2 separate regions of the Mus musculus genome follow, and region 1 is linked to region 2. A link is a contact called in public promoter capture Hi-C data. All regions are on one chromosome and are shown on one strand. The core of a region is the stretch at or near the end of the contact, and the rest is flanking DNA. Distances in the headings are between cores, read along the strand shown.

Region 1 (5,390 bases), core at 2,435-4,934, 2.4 Mb after region 2:
CCTACCCTGAGGACACAGTCTTGGGAAAGGCTTTCCTAACATGCTGGTCCCCAAAGCTACCAAAGCTGCTACAAAATCAACAGGTAGGACCTCAGAACAGGACACAGAGTTGAAATCCTCTTCTGTCCATCAAAACACATGGAGAAAGTATTTTGTAAACAGGATTACAATTTCTAAAATGAGAACACTTAACTCACAGTTTCTCATAGCAAAGGCAGTAAACATAATCCTGAAATCAAAATGTTCTTTTCAAAGAAAAAACTACACTTAGGTTAAGTTTTCTAGAATTAGCATTTTAATGTGCTCTTACCTTATTCTTGGAATATGTCAAGGAATTTTCTGAAATTAAAAAAAAAAAAAAAGTTACCACTTGAACACATTTTCTGAATTACCCAAAATCAAATAGTAAAACTATAACAGCAACGATAAATCACTTCTGCAGTTTAAGGTACAATTCCCACATGAACAACACAACAATCATCTCAAAATCTTACAGGATAGAGAAAAAGGTGGAACCATCATCCCCCAAATGCAGTACCAAGCTGGTGACAATCTAATTTTCCCAGAACTGTGTGTTTCTGTGCAGACCGCCAGAGTGGGGGTGTTTGCCCACTGCTAAGATCTCAGAAATTCATCTGAAGACTATATCCCCCACTACACCCTCTTCTCTGTCAGTCTGAGCAAGCGGCCCGCAACTCAGCAGTACAAGAACAAAGGAGCAGACTGTCTGCCAGCTCTCCTCTCACTAGGCAAAGAGCGAATAGCCTCTGCATTCCTGGTTTCTCTTCTAAGAATGGCAACATTTGTATTGGTCTGTTAAAAAAAAGTTTAAGAATTTATTAAGAACACTCTCCTTTTGAGAATTGTAAGAAAGATGCTTTTTGCCTCAAAGTAAACCTTTGAATATGCTCTTTCCCCACACTGTAAAGTGCCAACCAGTACAGACTGCAGAGGTCTGTGTTAAGAGGCACTTGGTTCTTCTGAGCAAGTGTGTGTGCAGGGGTGTGTGTGTGTGTGTGTGTGTGTGTGTGCAGAATTGTGCTTTATGCCTCATTCAGCCACAAGACACTCTGCCATTCTTCCTTGTCATCCTGGGTACAGGGTCTGCTGTCCACACCTCACTCCCTTGGACGTAAAGAGCATCAATTCCTTATTCAAGGCATTTTTGATCAACACAAAATAGGAGCTGGTTAATTCTTGACTTTCTACTTAACACAGCATCATGAGCTGTGGCTCCGCCCAGGTCTCTCTTACCATTTCTACAGTAACTTCAAACCACATTTCTCAGCCATCTGAGTTTGAAGTCAGAACAACATTTTCAATTAAACACTGAAAAACTGTCATTTGACAGAAATATAACACAAGCCAAATTGAGCCCCATGTATACCATAGACATTTCCACAGCTATATTAAAACAAAATACATGCAATTTTTATTGCTCTAACAACTTATATTATCACTTGACTGTATTACAAATACAATTATCATACATCTTTACACATTTTTTCATATAAGTCTTTGAAATCCAGTGGGTATCTTACAGGTAAAGCACAACTCAATTAACATCATGCAGACTTCAAGTGCTCAGAACCATGTGGCCATCACTGTGAGCCTGGACCAAGTAGGTTCTAAAAGTCTTTCCTAGGACCAATGAGTAATCTGTCCATTCAGAAATAAGAGTCAAAAGTGAGAAGACTGATTATTGAGGCCTCAAAGTAGGAAAACAGATAACTGACTCTTCAATCTTTTTTTTAATTAGGTATTTTCTTCATTTACATTTCCAGTACTATCCCAAAAGTCCCCCATGCCCTCCCCCCTCACCCCCCCCCCACACTTCTTGGCCCTGACGTTCCCCTGTACTGAGGCATATAAAGTTTGCACGACCAATGGGCCTCTCTTTCCACTGATGGTCGACTAGGCCATCTTCTGATTCATATGCAGCTAGAGACACGAGCTCCAGGGGGTACTCTTCAATCTTTACCTCATACATTTGTGTAAAAATTTCAAATGGAAGAGAGAATAATTTTCTAGTAAACAATTGAAAATATAATCTGAATAATAACTGATACATTTTTAAGACACCCAAAAGGCTCGTTTTTTGGATACATATGGGATGTTTTAGGAAGTTTCTTTTTATATATTCAGTGCTCAATTCAATAGTCAGTAGTAGAATGAAAAGAACTTAAAGACCACAAAGCTTAAGAAACTCAGCTGCAGTGACTCGCTCAAATCAAACTCCCATGGGGTGAGCAGAAGAATTCAGTTAGGTTATAATTAATGTTGAATTTTCTTTATTTTGAAGGTATTACCTATTCTGTAGGTCCTCTGTGCCCCTCCATAGGTGTCAAAAATTCGCTGCAATTCACATTTCCCAGTCATCTGCCGTAAGAGCCATTTCATCCAAAATCGGAAAAAGTGTCCATAGAAAAACTCCCACAGAGACACGAACATGTTTCCCTGGAAAGAGGATATAAACACACAAGCTTAACGGTCTCAAACTGGAATTATAAAACTGAAAAAGAAATTAAGTTGATCCAACTCCCCAAATGATAATGAAATATATTATTCCATTGTGTCTATTTTGTGAGTGTTTAATTCATCAGGCAAGGAAATAACATACAACAGCTTAAATAATGATTTGCCAAATGGTCACTTGAAAAAAAAATGTAAAAAGTAGCCAAATAACTGGCCAAATTATTTAATCGCTAAAAAGAATAACCACATTTCATTTTTGCCAAATATTATATTTAATATTTTGGATTCATACTTCCGTTTTTCATCCCTTGAAACTTGGAACAAAGAAGTTCAAGAATAAAAGGACCAACCGAGCAACAATTTCAAATCTACCACACATCAGATGTGGCTTCCCAAAAAATGAGCTCTTCTCAGCCTTGGTTGAGAGCGCGCCCAGCTGTCCCTGTCAGCTGACTCCGACAAATGAAAACACTACAAGTGGCTTACAAACTGAAGCATACAGGTTGGGAAACCGAGCAGATGGCATCCTGACGAATTCATCATTGTTCTAGTCAGTAGGTGAAGGGCAGAGACACCAAGAGGTTAAAAAACAAAAAACCCCACAAAATCTATACACTTGATATAACTGATCTTGCAATAAAACTCTTTTCGGGTGCTAAACGAAGGGGAGGAGGGATACCGGGAACTCCAGCCCTGGGATTCGCAGACACACCCTCTCTGCGCCCGGGCCCGAGGAGCTGTCAAATTCGAAATCCCCGCAAGGCAAGGCACCAGGTGTCGGTGCCAGACACGCGGATCAGGATCTTTAAAATGAGTCATCCCGTCGGCGCTTGTCGGGACGAAGCGGGCAGAAGTGCCAGGCGCAGGCAGGCCGTCCCGCCGAGCCCCAGGGCCTCGGGAAACCGAGTGCGAGCCCCGTGGGCACCGCGCCGTCCCGCCCCTCTCGCGCGCGGGAACGCTGCACAAAGCCCCGACGGCCCCCGCACCCTGCGGGTTATCCGCGGGACGCCAGCGAGGCTTGCGCAGCCGCACGCCAGCAACTCAGAGTGAGAGAAAAATAAAACAGCAGCCACCTCACAGGAGCGGAAGAACTAGGGGGAAGCTGGCACTGCCTCGGTTTCCCCAGCTGCAAACACCGGCAACGGAAACGACGCTCTACGTGGAGCGCTCCCTGCGAACACCGCGACCCGGAAGTCCGCACGGAGGCTGCGGGGGCGGGGTGTCTCTTGGCTCCGCGCCCCGCCTCTTCGTCTTCTTCCGATTGGCTCGCTCTCAGCCTATCGCCGGCGCGGAAGGAGGGGCCCGCGGGCAGGCGCGCCAGACGCTGGACGGTTCCCATGGCAACGGCGGCGGCCGCACTCCCAGCCCAGCGCCAACGAGTTCCCTGTGGACTCGGCCTGGGAACTTTGCTCTGGGCTTTCCGGGACTCTTCCACCGCGGGCGTGACCACAGCACTTTCACTTACATTTCCTAATCTGCGAAGTGATTATTTCCCATCTTTATGAGGCACAAAGGAAACTTGGGTCGAAGGCACTTTATGGATGACGCAAAAGAACTTGCGTGACTAAGTGTGTGCAATGAGAAGTTGCGAGTTTTTCCTCTGAAAACAAACATGGAACACTTAATTCATCAAACGTTCATTTCTTAACATCGTTTCTACTGGAGGAATAATCTGTGCCTTTTTTTTAAACCTCAAAAGTATGGTTTTTATGTGCTAGGTGGTCTTCTACAAGGGACTCGCACGCCAAACCAACCAGCAAAAGCATAGTATCAGGTGAAGCTGCCTAACAAAGTTATTAAGGGGATTAGGGAGTAGGGGAAGGGATCATTACATACAGCGGAATCAGCAAAGTAAGGATAAGCGTTACTAGAGGAGATGAGGGAGTGTGCTGGGCCAGCTTCAGGAGGAAGACTGATCCACAGGACAGTAAATGTAGAAGTCCTGGGTTAGGAATGTATTACAAAAGGCTGATGGCACAATAATGGGGTTGGTGGGTTGGATAAGAAAGAGCCAAGTGGAGAGAAGGCTAAATATAAAAGAAGTTAAAAATGAAACAAAAGAAATTCCTGAATTGGGCACGCTCATGCATGCCTGTAATTACATGCCAGCTGGAGGGTGATGTGGGCAGGGAGATCTGCAGTTCAAGGCTACTTAAGGATCTGCCTAAAAAAGTAGATAGATAGATAGATAGATAGATAGATAGATAGATAGATAGATAGATAGATAGACAGACAGACAGACAGTTTAGCCTCCTACCCAAACAAGATTCCTGGCTCCTTGGTCCCCTTGTCAGGACCAACCACTATTAGTTCCTTATACTTCCAAAAATATTCAAGCCAGTGTCTTGTCTATGCCCCATCCATCTCCGTGTTAGGTCTGATTAAGTGCGCAGTACATGCCTTTCCAATTTTTCTTTTTTTCAAGACAGGGTTTCTCTGTGTAGCCCTGGCTGTCCTGTCACTTTGTAGACCAGGCTGGCCTCGAACTCAGAAATCCACCTGACTCTGCCTCCTGAGTGCTGGGATTAAAGGCATGCACCACCACGCCCGGCATGCCTTTCCATTTTAAAGGTAGATTCTTCTTGTAGAGCATAAACCTATGAAGGGCAGACAAGCCACCACCTTTGCCCCATGGGAGTGAAATATTTCGTGGAGACCATCTCTCTCCCTGTCTCCAGTCAAGTTCTTGTCCCGCCCTCCTCTAAGAATGGAGTGGTCAGACAACAAAGACGTGTTATTGACACTCTGGGATTAACAGCCTTTACAAGATAAAAACTAGTTTAAACAGATTGCCATGTAGGATTTTACTATTCAGAGCCATTTGAACTCTCAGTTCCTGAAAGCATACAGCTCTAGCAGGTCACTGGACCAGCATGGTGGCCAAGCTGGGACTCAAGGCTCTGAAGCTGCAAGTC
Region 2 (5,391 bases), core at 2,363-4,862:
GACCTATGGAGGCATATCATCAATTTCAGTGACAAGTTGGTTTTCCATGTTGTAAGTCTAGATCTCAGCATTTTCCCCATTAACTCTGGATCGCGGCTTGAGAACAGACTGCTCCTGGCATTACCAAGTTAAGGTCAAGCTTGTCTTTCACACCTGAAAATGGATTTCTGTGGAAATAGAAGTTGTCAAAAACACGAGTATGATTTGTAAATGTGTCCTGGCTTAGCCAAGCACACACTGTGCTAGAGAGATGAAATGACTTCAGAGCTCTGCCCTGGAATGTTCTGTTGTTTTGATATTGAGACCATCTAAACCACAAGGCAACATCCTGAAAAATGCTCACCTCTGTTCTTGTTCATCTCAATAAACTAGGGTCCTTGGAAGGGAGTGGAGGAAAGAGGATGACCCAAAATTAAGAAATAAAAATAAACTTCCAAGGAAGACATGGTGTTCTTTTGGGGTCAAGCACATTTTGTTAGTTATTTCCTTTATTATAGCCATGGAAAGATTGAAAATAAGCTGCCAATAGCAGCAGCATTAAAAAGTAAGTTTATTGGTCTGCTGTGTTAGCCATGGCAAAGCTATCAATATTGTTTCTCTGTTGGAACTCATATATGGTCTAGTCTCTGAACTGAACTGGACATTTCCTTGGAAGACAGGTGCCTAGGATACTTTCCTTAAGCATTTTCACCTATTTCATAATTACAGAATTTAAATTACTTAAGTGCTTCATTTATTAAATATTAACTATTTAAATATGTATTTAAATAAATTAAATAGGTAATTTAAATTATTTAAATGCCCTGACGGTGGACAAGATGGTAAAGGAAGTACAAAATGACAAAAGGTGATTAATTTGTCACCACCATGTAGAGTTGAGTTCTTTAAGGTGGGTAGCCACGAGCCTCATGAGACCACATCCTCTTAAATTGTGGCTAGTGTACCCAAGGGACTGACACGTTATTTAACTTACATTTAAGTGGATACTCAGCATAGAGATTGCAAACAACTCTTCACTGGGCACTGACCTTTCTCCTTTTTCACTCTCTCTCCTTCCCTCCTCACAAGAGCTTGCCATGTAGCCCAGGCTGGTCTTGTACTCATGATTCTCTGGACTCAGCCTCCAAGTCCTTAAATTCTTCCTTCCCTCTATTTTTTTTTAAAAGATTTATTTTATGTATATGAGTACACTGTAGCTGTCTTCAGATACACCAGAAGAGGGCATCAGATCCCATTACAGATGGTTGTGAGCCACTATGTGGTTGCTAGGAATTGAAATCAGGACCTCTGGAAGAGCAGTCAGTGCTCTTAACTGTGGAGCCATCTCTCTAGCCCCTTTTCCTCTAGTCTTACACCTTAGGAGGCTTGACTCAAAAGAACTGTCAACTGTAAACTCTTTCGAGTTTATATTAATAAACTAAGCACCAATAGGAACAACCCAGCAAATGAAGAAACATATAAAATACAACTACCACACAACACACCCCAGAGACTGTCTCTGACCACTTCTTCCTCAAGGGTAACACCTTACTCTCCATATCAGATTAACTTTTTTTTTTTTTTTTTTTTTAACTATAAGGAATGGGTTGTGGCTTGCTAGCTCCTGGTTTGGTTTGTGTTCCTATTTCTGTGTGGTGTGGGCCTGGCATACAACAGATGTAGGACGACACCCCAAAGGCTGCACATGGACAGTGGATTTGGACTTTCTAAAGCTCTCCTTACCTGGACAGTCTTTAAACCAAGTGCATGGCCACAAATGAATTTCTGGCTCTCTGTGCAGGTGTAAGTTACTACCTGGTAGCATTTCCCATCATCCTGAAGACCTTTGCTTCTTCACACAGAACAAATATCAGAGGAAAGCTGTTTTTTTTGTCCAATGTTATCTATGGCTTGGGTGTAAGGTGCCCATGTGTTTGCGACTTGATCCCTAGGTGGTGGTACTCTGGGCGAGCTGTGGAGCCTTTACAAGGCGTAGGAGGAGGAAATGGGCCTGAGTAAAGACAAGCTTAAAATCTATAGGCTGGCGCCACTTGCTTTTCTGTCTCTGCTTCCCAGACCTCAGAGCTGAGCAGTCTCAAGCTTCTGCCACCAGAGCCCAGAGCCATCTGCACACAGGCCTCCCCTTCACCATGGCCCACACTGTCAAGCTAAGTCAGAGCAAGTCCTTCCTTGTTCAGGGTGCTTGTTCTGTGTTTGCCATCAATAAAAACAGTAACTAATACTTCTATTTCCCTGGCTACATTCACTTGGAGTTTTTCTTTCCAGGTTTTACAGATGTCCTATAACCACCTTCAAGCTTGAGTGCTCTCTGACATCGCCCATTCTTTGAGTCAGAGGTTTTCTGTAAAGTACTCTGATAACTATGCTACTGACAGTTTGCCACAAGCACTCAAGGATGCCATAGTAGCATAAAAACTGAGTATGTAAGTCAGCAGGGACTAGTGTTTCAGTTTAGCTTCATGCAAAGGTGGCCTGGGGGCAGGAGAGTCTGCTGAACTTGGTTTTCTGTATGTTCTCCTCTAGCTGTGTTTAGGGTTTTCTCCATCACTGCTTCTAAGTAACAAGATAGCGGTGGCCTTGGTGTGAGCTTAGTCTCAGGCCTCAGTTAATCCTTGGATCTTCCATTTCTCTCCACATGATTTCCTTTACATTTAAGTTTTTAGTTTGCAGCTTCCCTCTTTTCCATTCATTTTTTGGATCTAATCGGTTTTCACTTGTGAGTGGAAACATGTCTTCCTGACTTTGAATGATAATTTTGATCACTATGAATTTACTTTCCTCAATGTTTATTGGATTTTGTTCTATTAGCCACACAATAAATGAAGTAGAATCAGACTCTTTCAAAGTTTCCCTTCTACTGCTAAGCCTTCTCTTCCTTGACCAGGAACTAGTCATGGAAAGCAGGGAGAAGAGTAGAGGGCAGCAGGACCAGGCCCACTAGAAATGCTCCATGGGGCTTACCTCCAGCCTTTACTAATGTGTGCTCTGGGAAAGTCTATTTCCTTCTGTCACTGCTCCTCCAGTTTTGATTATCAACTAATTTTTAAGATGTGGAAAAATACTCATTCTGATGTTTATGGGCAGACACCCACTATGCAGCACACAGACAACACTTAGCATTGTACTAATTTCCTAGGGAAAAGCCCTAGGAAGAAGGATTAATACCCCCACCTTGGCCCCAAGCAGCTCTCAAGCAGCTTTCTTATTAAAACTGCATCCTCAAATGCAGATGCCCAGTGCTACATTAGTCTGGATTGAGGGAGGCCTGAACCTGGAGTACTTAAAAAAAAAAAAAACTTCCCAACTGATTTGTGGTTTTTTTGAGACAGGGACTCTCTTCATAGCCCTGGCTGTCCTGGAACTCCCAATGTAGACCACACTGGCCTTGACCTCAGAGATCCATCTGCCTTTGCCTCCTGAGGGCTGGGATTAAAGGTATGGGACTGTATACCCAGCTTCCAAGTGATTTTAACATTAGTGGAATGTGAAAACAACAAATGAAAGCCTATGTTTTCATACCCCAAATCAATGCAGAAGGGTGTGTTGCTGTGTAGTACACAAGGCAAAATATATCAAGAGGAAAAACAACTGCAGGCCATAACAGACATTGAGAGAGCTGGCAATACACTTGGCTGACTTCTTAGATTCTATTTTTAATGTTAAAGCCACACTGGTTATGTAACATCGGGGCTAAAGGTTTTACATAACTTCTGAATGCCTGAAACTTAGATTGTTGATTTTATAGAAATGTCAGTTCTCTTGTCTTTGAAAATTACTTCTGTAGGAATTTCTTCTTTGCCTGGGAAAGTTGCAGTTTAATAAGCATTTTTTTTAAAGCACCGTTTACTTTGAATCCTTTTGTAAAAAGAAATCCTCTATTCATTTTGAGGTCCATTCATTTCTAACAAAGGACTTGGTAAAATAATTAACTTTCATTTAGAGTGTTTTCTAATCCTGACTTATGACGTCCCTCAAGCTTTAGTAACTTCACACTTCTTGGGTGTTTTAAAACATAAATAACCTCACCTTTTGCACCTCAGGAATAGTTTCAGAAATCCAAACTCAACAGAAACACTGTTGATAGCAGTGAAATATATAAAGCAGATTAAGACCTGATTTTATTTGTCCCAGGCTGATTCTGAACTTCTATGTTGGTGACGATGACCTGAACTTCTTCCTGATCCTCTTGCTCCTACCTCCCAAGCACTGAGATTAAAGATGTGGACCATTAAAGACTGGTTTAAAGATGGGTGCTGGGAATAAAACCCAGGGATTTGTGCCTGCTAGACAAAGCACTCTGCAAGCTGAACTACAGACCTCAGGCCCTACAGAATAGCATTTTTGAGAAAAGACGCTACATACAAATCTTATTGCCTTTGAAACACTTCCTTAAAAGTGCTCTAGAGTATATAGACTATACTATGTAACGTATACATCTTAAAAGTGCGCTAGAATATACAGACTATACTATGTAATGTATACATCTTAAAAGTGCTCTAGAGTATATAGACAATACTATGTAACGTATACATCTTGAACAAAAGAAGTAGCGAAGTGGTGACTTCAGGTAACTGGACAAGTTGTACCATTTTTTTTTTTTTTAAAATGGTGCTGGGCACAGAAAGAGCATCCAATCCTCATGTATAGCAGGACAGCACTTAAGGGCTAGTATGTGAAAAGAAAATATTTCTGTAGATAACACCATCATAAAATGTGGGAAGCCACATGTACCGTTGCTGAGTGGCACTGACTACTGCTGGCCACCATGCATAAGATTGGACAAACAACCTATGTGTACATATGCAGTAAAGTTTTTTGCAAAGACACTGCCTGGCCCAGGCATGATAATGAGGTTCTGTAAGGTATTGAGAGTATAACCAATCAGATGTGAGACATGCAAATGATGCATGATAATGAGGTTCTGTAAGGTACTAAGAGAGTAACCAATCGGATGTGAGACATGCAAATGAGGTATGATAATGAGGCTCTGTGAGGTACTGAGAGAGAGTAGCCAATCAGATGAGGAACATGCAAATGAGGCTTAGTGCATAACCAATCCGGGTATGAGACACGCCTCTCCTAGGCCTATAAAAGCAGCACCAGTTCTGGGCTCGAAGTCTTTTCGCCTCTGCAATCAAGCTCTCCCAATAAACGTGTGCAGAAGGATCCTGTTGCAGCGTCGTTCTTCCTGGCCAGTCGAGCAGCGCGCGCAAGAATAAAAGAACAGTTAAATGAGCAGAGAAAACCACACTTTCCCTCCTGCTGTGTGAATGCATGTGGTGTGTGGAGCCCAGCACACGGCTTGTAGAAGCTGGCGCTCTCTCCACCATGTGGCTCCTGAGGACTGACGTCAGGTCCTCAAGTCTCACTCACATCAGGCACTCTTTACAC

The links. Promoter capture Hi-C pulls out the DNA fragments that hold promoters and counts their contacts.
Region 1: a contact with region 2 is called in a promoter capture Hi-C map of cranial neural crest. The contact joins the promoter of Elmod2 here to the enhancer-like site in region 2. A contact is called at or near these places in 3 of 39 promoter capture datasets (the 3T3-L1 cell line, cranial neural crest and hippocampal neurons), 1 of 115 datasets of contacts at active chromatin or transcription factors (astrocytes) and 1 of 9 other capture datasets (liver).

The regions. Positions count from the first base shown.
Region 1 is chr8:83,328,802-83,334,191 of GRCm38.p6, forward strand. It overlaps Elmod2 (ELMO/CED-12 domain containing 2), which reads right to left and starts at 3,685. Exons shown (of 9, transcript NM_178736.5): 1 at 3,549-3,685; 2 at 2,310-2,457; 3 at 311-339. The coding sequence starts at 2,451. It overlaps Gm32327 (predicted gene, 32327), which reads left to right and starts at 3,818. Exons shown (of 2, transcript NR_168721.1): 1 at 3,818-4,249.
Region 2 is chr8:80,973,824-80,979,214 of GRCm38.p6, forward strand. All of the region lies in intron 2 of Gm31223 (predicted gene, 31223), which reads left to right. Among named protein-coding and RNA genes, the nearest start is that of Gm31223, 28 kb to the left of the region's middle. Within about 2 kb of position 3,613, at least 18 of the 459 cell types and tissues checked have an H3K27ac peak or open chromatin away from gene starts, as enhancers often do.